Regions from separate parts of the Bicyclus anynana genome. Here region 1 is linked to region 2. Evidence: chromatin contacts called from public Hi-C data. All regions are on one chromosome and are shown on one strand. The core of a region is the stretch at or near the end of the contact, and the rest is flanking DNA. Distances in the headings are between cores, read along the strand shown. Region 1 holds the start of LOC112043552 (signal recognition particle receptor subunit beta). Region 2 has its middle 5.0 kb from the start of LOC112043553.

The links. A called contact is a pair of places that touch in the nucleus more often than the background predicts.
Region 1: a contact with region 2 is called in a Hi-C map of whole larva, with 3 times the contacts expected there. The contact joins the promoter of LOC112043552 here to the enhancer-like site in region 2. A contact is called at or near these places in 2 of 2 Hi-C or Micro-C datasets (whole body and whole larva).

What each region holds. Positions count from the first base shown.
Region 1 is chr14:11,177,454-11,184,171 of ilBicAnyn1.1, reverse strand. It overlaps LOC112043552 (signal recognition particle receptor subunit beta), which reads left to right and starts at 4,897. Exons shown (of 5, transcript XM_024079023.2): 1 at 4,897-5,168; 2 at 5,260-5,429; 3 at 5,804-5,943; 4 at 6,213-6,344. The coding sequence starts at 5,060. It overlaps LOC112043551 (serine-protein kinase ATM), which reads right to left and starts at 4,702. Exons shown (of 36, transcript XM_024079022.2): 1 at 4,567-4,702; 2 at 3,918-4,229; 3 at 3,348-3,441; 4 at 2,768-2,932. The coding sequence starts at 4,118.
Region 2 is chr14:11,067,794-11,074,496 of ilBicAnyn1.1, reverse strand. No RefSeq gene overlaps it. Among protein-coding and RNA genes, the nearest start is that of LOC112043553, 5.0 kb to the left of the region's middle. Within about 2 kb of position 3,851, at least 3 of the 8 cell types and tissues checked have open chromatin away from gene starts, as enhancers often do.

The DNA of each region.
Region 1 (6,718 bases), core at 3,648-6,147, 110 kb before region 2:
CAACGATTCGGTGAACTTGTTCCACAGTGCCATGCTTTTCGCGGAATCCGAACTGATGGTTTGGCAACACTGTACTCAAATGTTCCTTCATTCGATTAAGGAGTATTCGCTCGAAAAGCTTTCCAATAACTGGCAATAGGCTGATAGGTCTATACGAGGATGCCTTTTGTGGTGGTTTCCCAGGTTTAGCTATCATTATTACCTGAGCTATCTTCCATTGACCAGGAAAGTGTTCAAATCTTATGCAGGCATTAAAAATGTGTACCAGTTTCATTATTCCTTTGAATGGAAGTTTCTTCAGAAGTGTGGCGTCAATTTGGTCATATCCAGGTGCTTTACCCTCCTGAAGTAACTTCATTTCTTCGAGTACTTCTTTAGGGCTTATATTTTTTAAGGGCATACACATTTGATTCGCTGTTCCTAGGTATTCTCTGATTTTTATGTCATGTTCATGGCAACCCTCAGTGAGCGGTTGAAAAACAGTGAATAAATGTTCAGCGAATGTTATAGCCTTCTCTAAATCAGTTCTAGCCCATCCGCCTTTATTATTGTCGATAGGTGGTATATGGGGTTTAGGACGCTTTAAGTTTTTGGTGACTTTCCACAGTGAGTAGTTAGTTTCTTTTGTTGGGTCAAGATTTGAAAGCATGCGATGAATATTGTCATTTTCCAAAGTATTTATATACTTTTTAAGTTCATCAGAAAATTTATTAAACGCTGCTTTATCTGATGGATATCCAGTTGTGTGCCAAATTTTTCTCCGTTTCCGACGTTTCTGAATTTTCTGTTTTATATCTTTCAGATTTGAGTAATGCTTTGGTGGGTACCCTTCATTTCTTCCTTAAGGGGTAGCAATATTAGAAGCCTTGTGAATAGTCTTATTTAATTTCTCTATTTCATCTTCTAACTCTTCTTTTGAGCCAATTTTATTTTTAAGATTTGTTTCTGTTGTTATTACAAACTTAAACGTTTCCCAGTTAGTAGTTCTGGAGTTGTATATTTTGGGTAGTGGGTTAACTAGAGTTACTGTTGTATTCATATTTAAGATAACTGGGGTATGATCTGAAGTTAGGTCTATGCATGAATCCACTGTGATATAATTACTGTCAATATTTTTTGTAATGAAGAAATCTAAGAGATCCGGAATCTTATTTCTGTCAGTTGGCCAATAGGTAGGCTCTCCACCTGATAAGCATTCCAGTTTCATTTCTTGTGTTGATTTGAAGAGTTGCCTTCCTCTTGTGTTGGTCAACCTAGATCCCCAGTGTAGATGTTTTGAATTCCAGTCACCCCCACTGATAAATCTATTACTAAGAGTAGAGAAGTAATCTTTGTAGTCTTGAGCAGTTATTGTGTGTTTAGGAGGACAGTAGACAGCAGCAAATACCGTTTCAAATCTGTTATCTTGTAGGGCAATAGATGTTGCTTGTATTTTTTCTGTGCGATATTCCGCCAAGACGTAGTGTTTAATACTGGTTTTAATAATTACTGCAGTACCCCCGTGGGTGTTTCCTGTAGGGTGATTTGTCGTATAGATGGTGTAATTTTTTAATGTTATGTGAGTTTTTGGTGTGAACCTCGTTTCGGATATTAAAGCAATGTCAATATTTTCAATAAGTAGGAAGGTTTCAAGTTCTTGACGTCGTTCCGTCAAGCCATTGGCGTTCCAAGTAACAACTCGGAGGTTGCGAGTCATTTTTTCACTAGGCTGTTGACTAGTAGAACCATACGGTCCATCATTTTGTCCATCATTTTTTCCATCATTGTCAGCATTGTGTTTTGCAGTTTTTCTAACATTGTCCCCATTATATCTGTCATGTCATTAACGTCATTTCTTCTCTGTGTTGTAGGAGTTGTTGATTTGGTCCTAGCAGCTTGGGCATATGTTTTATTAAAGTCTGATATTCTAGGAGTCAGGTTGGCTGTTTTATTGGTCTCTTCAGTGCGTTTTGGTTGATTTACTTTGTATTTAGGAGCAGTCTTTGTGATTCTTTCTTTGTATTGTTTGTAGATTTTGCAACCTTTGTAGCTGGCTGGGTGTTTTTCGTCACAGTTTGCACAGGTTGCCTCAGTATCAGGTTTTTTAGTACATTGTGTTGTAGGATGATCTTCGCCGCATTTGACACAGCGATAAGGTCTGTAGCATTGGTTTTTCGTGTGTCCAAATCTTTGGCATCTTTTACATTGAGGAATTTCTTTCTTTTTGTAGGGAGCTTCAAAAGCAATTTTCATCTGGTTTAGGTATTGAATATTAAATATTTCTTTATTATTCGGCCTTGGTTCAAGGTCCACATAAAATTAAATATGGGTTGATGACGAAATTTTAGTTCGAATTGAGGGCATTGTTTATTCAATACTGAAGCCAAAAATATTTTTTTTGTCTATTTGTCCATATTTTTGTTGACAGGGTATCACGCTGAAACTACTAAATGAATCCAAATTAAATTTCTTATGATTTGAGACCATAATTCGAAGAAGGCTATAAGATACTCTTTATCGTGAAAATTAAATGAAAAGGAGTGAAAAAGGGTTGAAAATTTGTATGGAAAGTCATTTGTTTCTCAAGTTACATTTGTAAAAATTGGTATGTGACGTGTAAACTACCAGATTTCTACCCCCCAAAAGGGTTAGAAAGGGGTTGAAGTTTTTTTTAATATTAGTCTTTCAGGTTTTAAGATATATATAAATAGAAATAGGGGTTGAAAGTTTTCACACAGACAAAGTCGTGGGCATCCACTAGTTTATAATATATGAATATTTTACATACTGTCCCAAGTAGCTGGTGATATAAACCCCAAATAGTGTTCAACGGGAAACACATGTTTGTAGAGTAAACTTAAATATGCATCTCCAACAGCTTTCCTTGTAGGACTGTTATTTAGTACATGCAAACATGCATCCATAATAGATTGGCACTTGATATATGCATGACCTGAAATTAAAAAAGAAGTTGAAAGTAGTAATTTGCTTAAGTAAGGATAGCGAATAATTGCAGTCAGCGTGGGGCACATTGATTGACATCCACTGCTACCGTTAGGCTGATAGGCCTCGGCCCTGAAAGGGGCTGGAAGACCATGATCGGGAGAACTAGATCCCCTGTGCCTTAACCGGGCAAGGTTACCCCCAGCTGGATTTTGATCTGGGAGGAGATGACCTGCCTGTTGCTAAATACACCATCCACTGGATAATATTTTATCATTATAATTATAATAAAACAAAAACAGAGAATATGGTCTGTTTCATTCATAAACCTATAAATAAATAAAATACCAAAAATTTAAAATTTAAAGTTTGTTTTTAATAATGATTTTGAATCACTTTGTAATATAATGATTGCTAAAGATTACCTTTATTAGAACCAGCAACACATAAATGCAAAAGACTTGTGCATAAAGGTGCAGTGACTGTATCAAAATTCTTGGCATCACTTTTTTCAGTCTCCTGTGAATAACAAATATTGATACAAATATTTTGAAGTGGGTCATTTAAATAGGCTGATACTGAAACATAATTTGGTTTACATATTATTACTAACAGCCCCGCTCAAGCTTTGCTTTGACTTGTATGCACTTACTTCTTCCCTACCCCTAAGCTCTCTTATCTTTCAAGTTGGAACAAACTGCACACAGTGTGAAAATTTGATTAAATTCTTGAACTTCCTGGAAATGCAGCAAGTTCTATATTAGACCTCGTGTTTAAAGGTCCTCTAATAGGATTTTACCAAATTTGGCTAGGTAGGGAGAACAATACGAGCAGAGGGGAGTGTTAATCAATTGTCAACAAATTCCTTAACCCAACATCCAGGTCACAAATCCTATACTTTGATTTAGAGTTTTTAGATATTTGATATTTATCTTGTCTCCACGAAAAACAAAATACATGACACGTAATTTATATGTATTAAGATTGATTCATACCTTCATAATAAAATCATTGATATCACCAAAAACATGATTCCAATTATAACCAGATCTCTTCTTAGCGTTACTTGTGAGCAGTGCAGGCACAGCATTTCTTGTGAGGAAATCTTTTAGTGTATTTGCACTTTTCTTCCTCTCTGTGGCCCGGGCTGATGTTAAACTTGAACATGTTTCTTTAACACTCAGTTCTAAAGACATTTTTGTAACTATTTCAAGTCAGATGTCTTTTAAGACTCCTGTCCTCACTGCATTTTAAGCTTTTTTTATGAATAAGAATGTGTATCAATGCTGCTAATGTAGTTTTGTACTCTGTAACAAATATGATTTGTGTAAGGCTTATTATAATTGTCAATTTTCCACTACTCAAGCTACAAATGGTAGTTATGACAGTCAATAAAAAACAAAGGCCGGCCGGCGTCCAGCTACCATGTATGAAATCAACTCAAAAACATCTAGGAAATTTACATTTTCTTACTAATCGTATCGTATGTTTTTATTAACATTCTATGGCAACATGTGACGTAATATTTAAACTGGAGTGATGTTAATAATGATGATAGGAATATGTTATTTTAAAGTAAATAAAATAGTATGTATTACAAGTATTCCATTATCGCATCTATTATATCGCATTTCTTACACTTACCTCAAATCTGATGTGTGATTTGAATTTTTTCATATAGCTAGCAATTTACATGCAATAAATATCTACACATTTTGAAACTAAATTGATAATTTTTTAAAAATCTGAAATTCTGAAAATGGCGCAAAATTCCGAATCATTAATCAAGTTGACAATTGACATTGACAAGAGAAACACCACAGGTTAATAGATACTACACCACAGTCCACAGATAAACCAGTAAAATACCCAAAGAATATTTGCTGCTAGAGTTGGGGTATAACCGTAAAATAATATTAGATTCAAATAATCGGCAAACGTTAAATAAAGTCGCTTGATAAAATATTGTAATTCCGAACGATCATGTCAAATGTCAACTATGTAAATTGTAAACGATAAACGTCACTGAAATTGGTAAATTGCAAAATCGAGCGTTTTGGTTAATTTTTACTTTCGACTTCGAGTGTAAATTTTTAATATAAATTTTTAACATAAAAGATAATTTAATCAATACATCATGGAAACAGAACCAGAGGTTATTAAAGAAACGATTAACACTCAACCAATGTTACAAGATCCACTGTACATAACCTTACTAAGTGTGGTCATTCTTTTGGTTACTTTGCGTGAGTTTTATATTTTCTACCTAGAACAAAATTAAAATACCACAATTCTTTTAATTTAGGTATTTTTTCTTATTCCTTTACGTTTTTACAGTAATTTGGTGGCTGTTGTCGACACGTCGGCATTTGCGTCGGTCTGTGCTACTTACCGGGCTCTCAGATGCCGGTAAAACGTCTCTTTTTGTTAGACTTTGTTACTCGGAATTCAGGGAAACATTCACATCTATGAAAGAAAACATTGAAGATTATATTACGTCCAATAATGTAAGTAAAGTTGTGTAAATTATTTCTTTTGTACTAATTTTCGTGTGGTAAGTAAGTAGTTAGTAATGTTTTATTCTTAGGTATGGATATCCTCACAATAAAAGTATAGCAACAAACAAAAAAACATAAATACATACATGATATAAAGGCAATAGTGTACTTTTAAAATAGAGAGGATCTAAGAGTAATTCTAATACATCATCTAATGCTGGAAAATACTTTATTTACATCATTAAATGATTATAGCCTTGTGCACTGTGTGTAATGTAATGGCCAGGAGAATTAAATGATAGCTGAGGTCTTTGGGCACATGAAAAATTCCTCATAGGTTTCTTGTTCAACACATGTCTTCAATATCTGGCATTTGTTTTCAGAAAACATTGAGGATTGTGGATTTACCAGGTCAAGAACGACTAAGAAACAAGTTCTTTGATCAGTACAAACATAGTGCTAAGGCTCTGGTCTATGTTGTGGACTCTGTTACTATTCAAAAGGAGATTAGAGATGTAGCTGAGTAAGTATTTATATTTTTAAATTTAAATGAAATAAGAGAAAGTAGCCCCCACCATGTGGACTGATGACATCAAGCAAGTCACAGATATTTGCTGAATGCTGGTTACTCAGGATTGTGATGGTTGGAAGTCCCTACAAAAGGCCCATGTTCTGCAGTGAATGTCCATCAGCTGATACTATTATTATATAATATTTACTGTCATTATTTCTATACACATTTTTGATTTCTTAAAAAGAGGAGGTTTTTAATTTGGTACATATTTTTTTTAGATACTTGTACACAATTCTTGTGGATCCAGTGATTCTGAGCAACTGCCCCCCTCTGCTCATTCTGTGCAACAAGCAGGACCTGCCGATGGCTAAAGGTGGTCAACTCATTAAGAGCCTACTTGAAAAGGAAATGTAAGTTATGTTTGCAAATTTTTAACTAGTTTAAGCATGCAAATCCCATGTCCAGTGGAAACATTGTGATAAAAGCTAAATATTTCTGACTATATCTGTCTGTATTTTTTATACAAAGTTTCATATAGATGTTATCAACCATTTTGGTTGGTTAGTTGGTATAGTGATTGTGCAATGAATATACATCCATCAAAAGATTTTGCATACAATTCATATATTAACACATTACCATCAGCCTATTTATAATGGTCTGTCAAGTGGGTAAGTCTCTCCTTATAGAGAAATTTGGAGTTTAGAAACATCATGCTGCTTCAAAGCAGGTTGGTGGGCTTAAGGTTATAATGTCAGACTGGTGGTTTGCAACGCACTATAAC
Region 2 (6,703 bases), core at 2,602-5,101:
AACCTCGACGAAGCACGATTCAAATGGCTAGCGCGACCGCTGAATATGCTCAAACTCTTTTAGGCATCGTAAATACTAGATCATAATATTATACTAAAGGACTGGTAGGATGATATATATATATAGCGTCTATGTTTGAGACTTTTGGTCAACCAACAAAAATTGCAATAATTTACTAGCCGCGCTCTAGTAACTGAGTTTTTTGTGGGCTCTTCTCGGACCAAGGCAAGTTTGGAACCCTCGTAACTTTAATTTTAAGTTTTTAAGTATTATTACCACCATTAGATTAAATTAAATTATGACATAACTTGACTTTTCAAAAGTGCTTATAAACTAAGCCTAATTGAAAAAAATGTATATTGAATTTTGAATTTTGGTCAGGTGACACAAGAGCTGGTGCTTATTTGGCCCGATCTTCAAACCTACGAAACCATAAATATAGCTATCCAAAAAGACCACTTGACGACTTCTCTTGGCGCAGTTGGTGCCTGGTGAGGTCCTGTGTTCTATTCCCAGCTCGGGTAAAGTTAAACATTTTATAATTTCTAAATTTGGCCTGGTGGTAGGCATCGGCCTTGGCTAGTTACGACTCTACCAGCAAAGACGTAACGCCAAGCGTTCCAGTACGATGCAACGTACAAACCGTCATAAGTATCTATGGAACCAATTTATCTTCTTCTAAGTATGCCCGCTTCCACTTAGACTGTATAGTCACTTACCATCAGATGAGATCGCAGTCAAGGGCTAACTTGTCACTGAAAACACGGAAATAGCGCTTGTATGTAGCACCTTACTCATTATGGAGAAATTTTCATGTGTTTGTCGTTTATGTATTAGGAATAACTTTACTCATACATATAATTATTATTCGTCAGATTTGAAGACAATACAGGTAGGTAAGAATTTCGATGGTTTAGGTAGTATACCTGTACGATTAAAATCAGAAACTAAAATCCAAACCCCGCCACTAAATAAAAAAAAAATCTGTGTAACGCAGAAATATAAAAAAAAATAAGATTACTTAAAAACCGTTAGCCGTTTGGTGTTTTTATAAACAAAGGAACTGTTACAATTTTTTCGTCCCGTTTAAAAACATTCACGTTTTATTACCGCCGGTCTTTCAAACAATAAAAATTGCCCTATTTTAAATGTTTTTACATTCTAAAAATAGAGCAAATTCTGTTAAGTCTTTTGTAAATACCATCTTTGTATAATAACGGTCTTAAAATACCGGTGTTTTAAAGAATTAAAGATAAAACAATGCTTGAGGCCACTGAATATGTCATCTGAGTCGGACTCATAAAAATAAATAGACCCATGATTGTTAATCACAGACACGTGTAGGAGTGAATATCAATATTTTCAAAATAAACAATACTAATACGTTACTTACTTACCTAAAATACATAATTATCATGTAAGTATACCTAAACAAAGTCGGTAATTTACACCGAATTGTACCGAAATAAGCCTTGGTGTTTTTTCTAAGGATGTAGGGATAATTATTTGATTTGATTTGATTTGTTTGTTTGCTAATAGGCATTAAAACTACTGAACAGATTTGAAAAACTCTTGCACTAATGATTTTAAACTTATTTCGTGGTTGTTCATTACGAATATTATTAAAACGGGTGCATACCACGATAAAACGACATTAAAAATCTCGTCGTTTTATCGTGGTATGTACCCGTTTAAATAATATTCGTAATTCTTTCACTGTTGGGAAGCTATACATTATCCCCGGGTGCTAAAGGTTATATTTATACGGGGACGGGAGCTACGCAGCTGAAACCGCGTGGCGTCTGCTAGTAATACTATAAAGAGGTGTTTGTGGTGTTGTAGGGGGTAATCTCTGAAAATTCTCTTCTGCTTGGGAAGCAACGTTATTTGTAAGTGTCATCGGGAACGAGAACTACGGGAGTGAATCCACGTGGCGTCGTATAGTTGTCCACTAAAATTCAACGCTAACGGAGTTACGGGTGTCTGCTACTAGGTACAACTAATGTAGGTAGGTATTCATCATCATTTTGGAGCCTATCCGGTCACTATTAATTAAAAGATGTTTATGATAATGATCAGTAAAAAAAAAGAAAAAAAAAAGAAAAAAAAAAAGGTATTCATCATCATTTTGGAGCTTTCCTATCCGGTCACTATTAATTAAAAGATGTTTATGATAATGATCAGGACAAATCTAAAATGTTCACGATGTTACATCATCCAATTCAGAGCTGCTGTATTTTTTGAAAAAAATATATATACCTATTTTCATCTCTATAATCTTATTTTAATAGCCAAGCCATTATCTAACATACTTTCTCTCATCTTACCTTATCTATATATATCTATACACATAAATATACGTTATCTTACCTACTTTTACGGTTTGGTTGTTTCTTAAAATTAAAGTATACAAATCGACCAATGTGTTTCTCCCTAAAACGTCCTATAAGCGAATGTTTTAACTCTCCGTATAAACTGTAAACAATATAGGTTTACCGTAACTAAATAAGATAATAATGTTATTCTGCGTTTTATTTTTCACTTCGTCACTTTTATTTCAACCGCCCGCCGCACCGACGCGGCGACGCCGTTAGCAACAAAAGACATTCTTTTCAAAAATACAAAGTACAAACACAGCAACAGCGTGTACCTCCTACTTACCTATTCGTCGCGGTAGCAATAAAAATTAACAAACCAAAAAAAGGGTTTTCCTTACAATTCTTTATACCACAGAACCGCAGTAACTGAATAAATTGAGAATTAATAAATAGTCAATGAGTCAATGAAAGGCAAGGCAGACGTAGGTAGGCAGTATGTCAAAGCTGTTTACTATCAATGATCATTTAATGATAAAGTAATTAAAGACCTACTCTCAAAATGTCCAAGCCGGAAAAGTAGGTTTTTCTGTTCGAATTGCTGGACATATTAAAAGAGCCTTTATTTTATTACAAAACTAGTCGACTGAAAACTATATGAGCATTGTACAACTCATGTTAAATGTCGTTTTGAGTAAAAAATATGCAATTTCTTACAGTGGCGTACTCGAGGTTGTTAACTAGGGTATTAGGCTCTTTGGTGATAGCCCAGTGCATATGATCTCTGCCTCCGTTTCCGGAGGGTGTGGATTCGAATCCGGTCCGGGGCATGCACCTCCAACTTTTCACTTGTCTCAAATTGTGAAGGAAAAATATCGTGAGGAAACCTGCACACCAGATAATTTTTCTTATTTATTTTTTCGGATTCTACACGACATCGTACCGGAACGCTAAATCGCTTGGCGGTACGTCTTTGTCGGTAAGGTGGTAACTAGCCACGGCCGAAGCCTCCCATCGGCAGGACCTGGAACAATTAAAAAAACCTCAATCGGCCCAGCTGGGGATCGAACCCAGGACCTCCGTCTTGTAAATCCGCCGCGCATACCACTGCGCCACGGAGGCCGTCAAAAACCGTACGTATAGAGCCTAATCATTATCAACCCATATTCGGCTCACTGCTGTGCTCGAGTCTCCTCTCCGAGAGACTACGCCAATAGTCCACCACGCTGGGCCAATGCGGATTGACAACTTCACACACGCAGAGAATTAAGAAAATTATTCTCAGGTAGGTATGCAGGTTTCCTCACGATATTCTTCCTTCACCGTCTTCACAGAACTGAATAGCATCGGAGGCACAGGTCATATCCACTGGGCTATCACGTCTCTCTCCTTTTAAAAGTAACACATTAGGTAATCATTTGTCGGCAAGCTAACTCAAATAAAAATTTCAACCCAATAGCCTTCATGGGTCCCTTTCTTTAAATGTTAAAGGACTCAAAAGATTTCGCCGACAAACAGTTTTGGTTACGAGACAAACGCACCATTGTCTCTTAACCAAACTTATTATTTAACTTAAACCGTTATTTTTAGCGCAAGCAGGGCCCGGTACAAGGGGGTTCTTCCAACCCCCCTGCATAGCAAGAGTATTTTTGCAAGTTTGATTTAAAAGAATAGAACGTTTACCTACTTTATCATAAACAGTCACAGACAGTGCACTCGTACTCGGTACAGTCGTACATCCCGTTCGTCCATTCTCGTTAGGCTTTTTAATGAAACCTGTTTTTAAAACCCTTTTATGAATAAGGTTTATAGGTAGGAATATAATTTAAAAAATATTTCCTTCACCAGACTAGTATAAACCAGAGTAAGTAGTATAAATAAGTAATTCATAAAAATTGACCTTTAGCGTAGATTATCAAAACCGAGGGCGAGAGTTCCTAACATTGATTGATTGACTGGAATACCTACTACTCCAATTATCGCAAGCTTTTTATGAACGAGAAATATTAATCATGTTACATTTTAAAAAAGAAATTTTAAATTAGTTGCATTTTTTACAAGCCCCCCCTGAGATAAATCCTGGCGGCGGCCGTGCGTGCAACAATATAGCACAATACAGCGAGAGGACGAAGCGGGCTCGTATTCAGAAACATTGTTAAATACAGTCATAAACACAGCGCTCGTTAAGCTTTGTTAACATAGTAGCCTTTAGCGGAGTCATAAAGTTTTTCTCCCGACGCTGTGTTAAAATTTCGCCTCTAAATTTTACGGTAAAATTGACGGGTTGAAGGCGGTCGACAAAAGGACAATGAGAGCCAAAATATTTGCCAACACGCCCTGGCGAAAATAATGTTCTCATCGGCATTGTTTATGGTGAAATGCAAGGGTTCCTCAATAACGACTTTTGTCGAGCTTTTTATTTGAATTTACAACGTTGCATAAAGGTTTAAAATATCGAGTTGAGAGTTTTAAAACTTTTTCCCTAATAGCATTTTATGTTCGCCAATTAAGTTAACAAAATGAGCCTCGTAACGTTAAGTTATGTAGAAAGTTTAGCCTGGATTTCAAACGTAAAATATTTAGGCATATTTTTTGCTTTTTATAAGTTGCTAACATTCAATCACGTTTATTTTAACTAGTATTTCCTTGATAAAATCTATTTCAAATTACGCTAGTACTTTTGCAACTTCAAGGTTGTCTGATTTTAATAACTCTACTTCTAATCAAACCTATAGCTAGATGAACTCGTTATGCCGATCTTTATGTCCATTGTCAACCTACCTTATCAGCCGATAGACGTCCACTGCTATATTTATTATTATATTTTGACGGCCTCCGTGGCGCAGTGGTATGCGCGGTGGATTTACAAGACGGAGGTCCTGGGTCCCCGGCTGGGCAGATTGAGATTTTCTTAATTTGCCCAGGTCTGGCTGATGGGAGGCTTCGGCCGTGGCTAGTTACCACCCTACCGGCAAAAGACGTACCGCCAAGCGATTTAGCGTTCCGGTACGATGCTGTGTAGAAACCGAAAGTGGTGTGGATTTTCATCCTCCTCCTAACAAGTTAGCCCGCTTCCATTTCAGACTGCATCATCACTTACTATCAGGTGAGATTGTAGTCAAGGGCTAACTTGTAAAGAATAAAAGAAAAATAATTATATTTTCTTCAAGAAACATCGGCTTAGTAAACCATAGTTTACTAAGCCGATCCTTATTTATACACCATATTTTCATTTCCAAATAAATAATTAAGTATTCCTGAATAGTTGGGCCGGTGGGCATTCTCCTTTACATTAGTCAATTCAAATAAGGCGCCGATTCCTGGCTTCTTTTTACACACTTTTCACGAAATTCCTCCCATAAGATTGCAGAAAGCGAGATGAATAATGTTACACATACGACGTTATAAATCTATTCTTGTATAATGTCGCACCTGCCGACTGCACAATTAACGTGAAACGCTTTGAAAATTGTGGTATAATTACATGGCACACCTTGTTACGTGGTCAGTCGCCGCGAGAATATTTACTCGGGGTCGAAAACAAATATTAGTATTTTGTCGGTCGTTCACACTTAGTAATCACGATCGCCACAGGCGCAACACGGCGATAGTGTAAAGATTGCCGCCGAAAAATTCGCTCAAACCCTTATAGACAGAGAGCTAGCGAACGCCAGACCTTCGTCGTTAGATTAAAGCTGAAAGTTTGTCATCTCATGCTCCTACCATACTATGGCAAGGCAAGGTAAGTTTGGACACTGGTGGCTATGGGAGGTAGCAGGTTTCAAGGATCCAGACCCTCAACCATCTAAGTATAAAGTATAATTTTGCTTTTGCACTTGGCTTCATGGCAACCCTTCGCTAGAGACCCTAGAAGTTCCTCTCTCGTTCTCTCGATCCCCGGCTGGGCCGATTGAGGTTTTCTTAATTGGTCCAGGTCTAGCTGGTGGGAGGCTGCAGCCGTGGCTAGTTACCACCCTACCGACAAAGACGTACCGCCAAGTGATTTAGCGTTCTGGTACGATGTGTAGAAACCGAAAGGGGTGTGGATTTTCATCCTTCTCCCACCAAGTTAGCCCGCTTCCATCTTAGATTGCATCATCACTCACCATCAGGTGAGATTGTAGTCAAGGGCTATCTTGTAAAGAATAAAATTTTCAAATTCAAATTAAATGTTGTTTTTCGAAGGATGGCCTTGAAGCCATGTGTCTGCCAGATGGGAATTATCATTTTTCTTAATATGTTGATATAAATTTAAAAAAAAAACTTTATACTTAGATGGTTGAGGGACCTTGTAACCTAATATTGCCAAAAGCCACCACGGACCAAACTCCATAGTTCGGTAAGGTAATCATCTATAGTAGGAGCAAGAGCTGAATAACTTTCAGCTT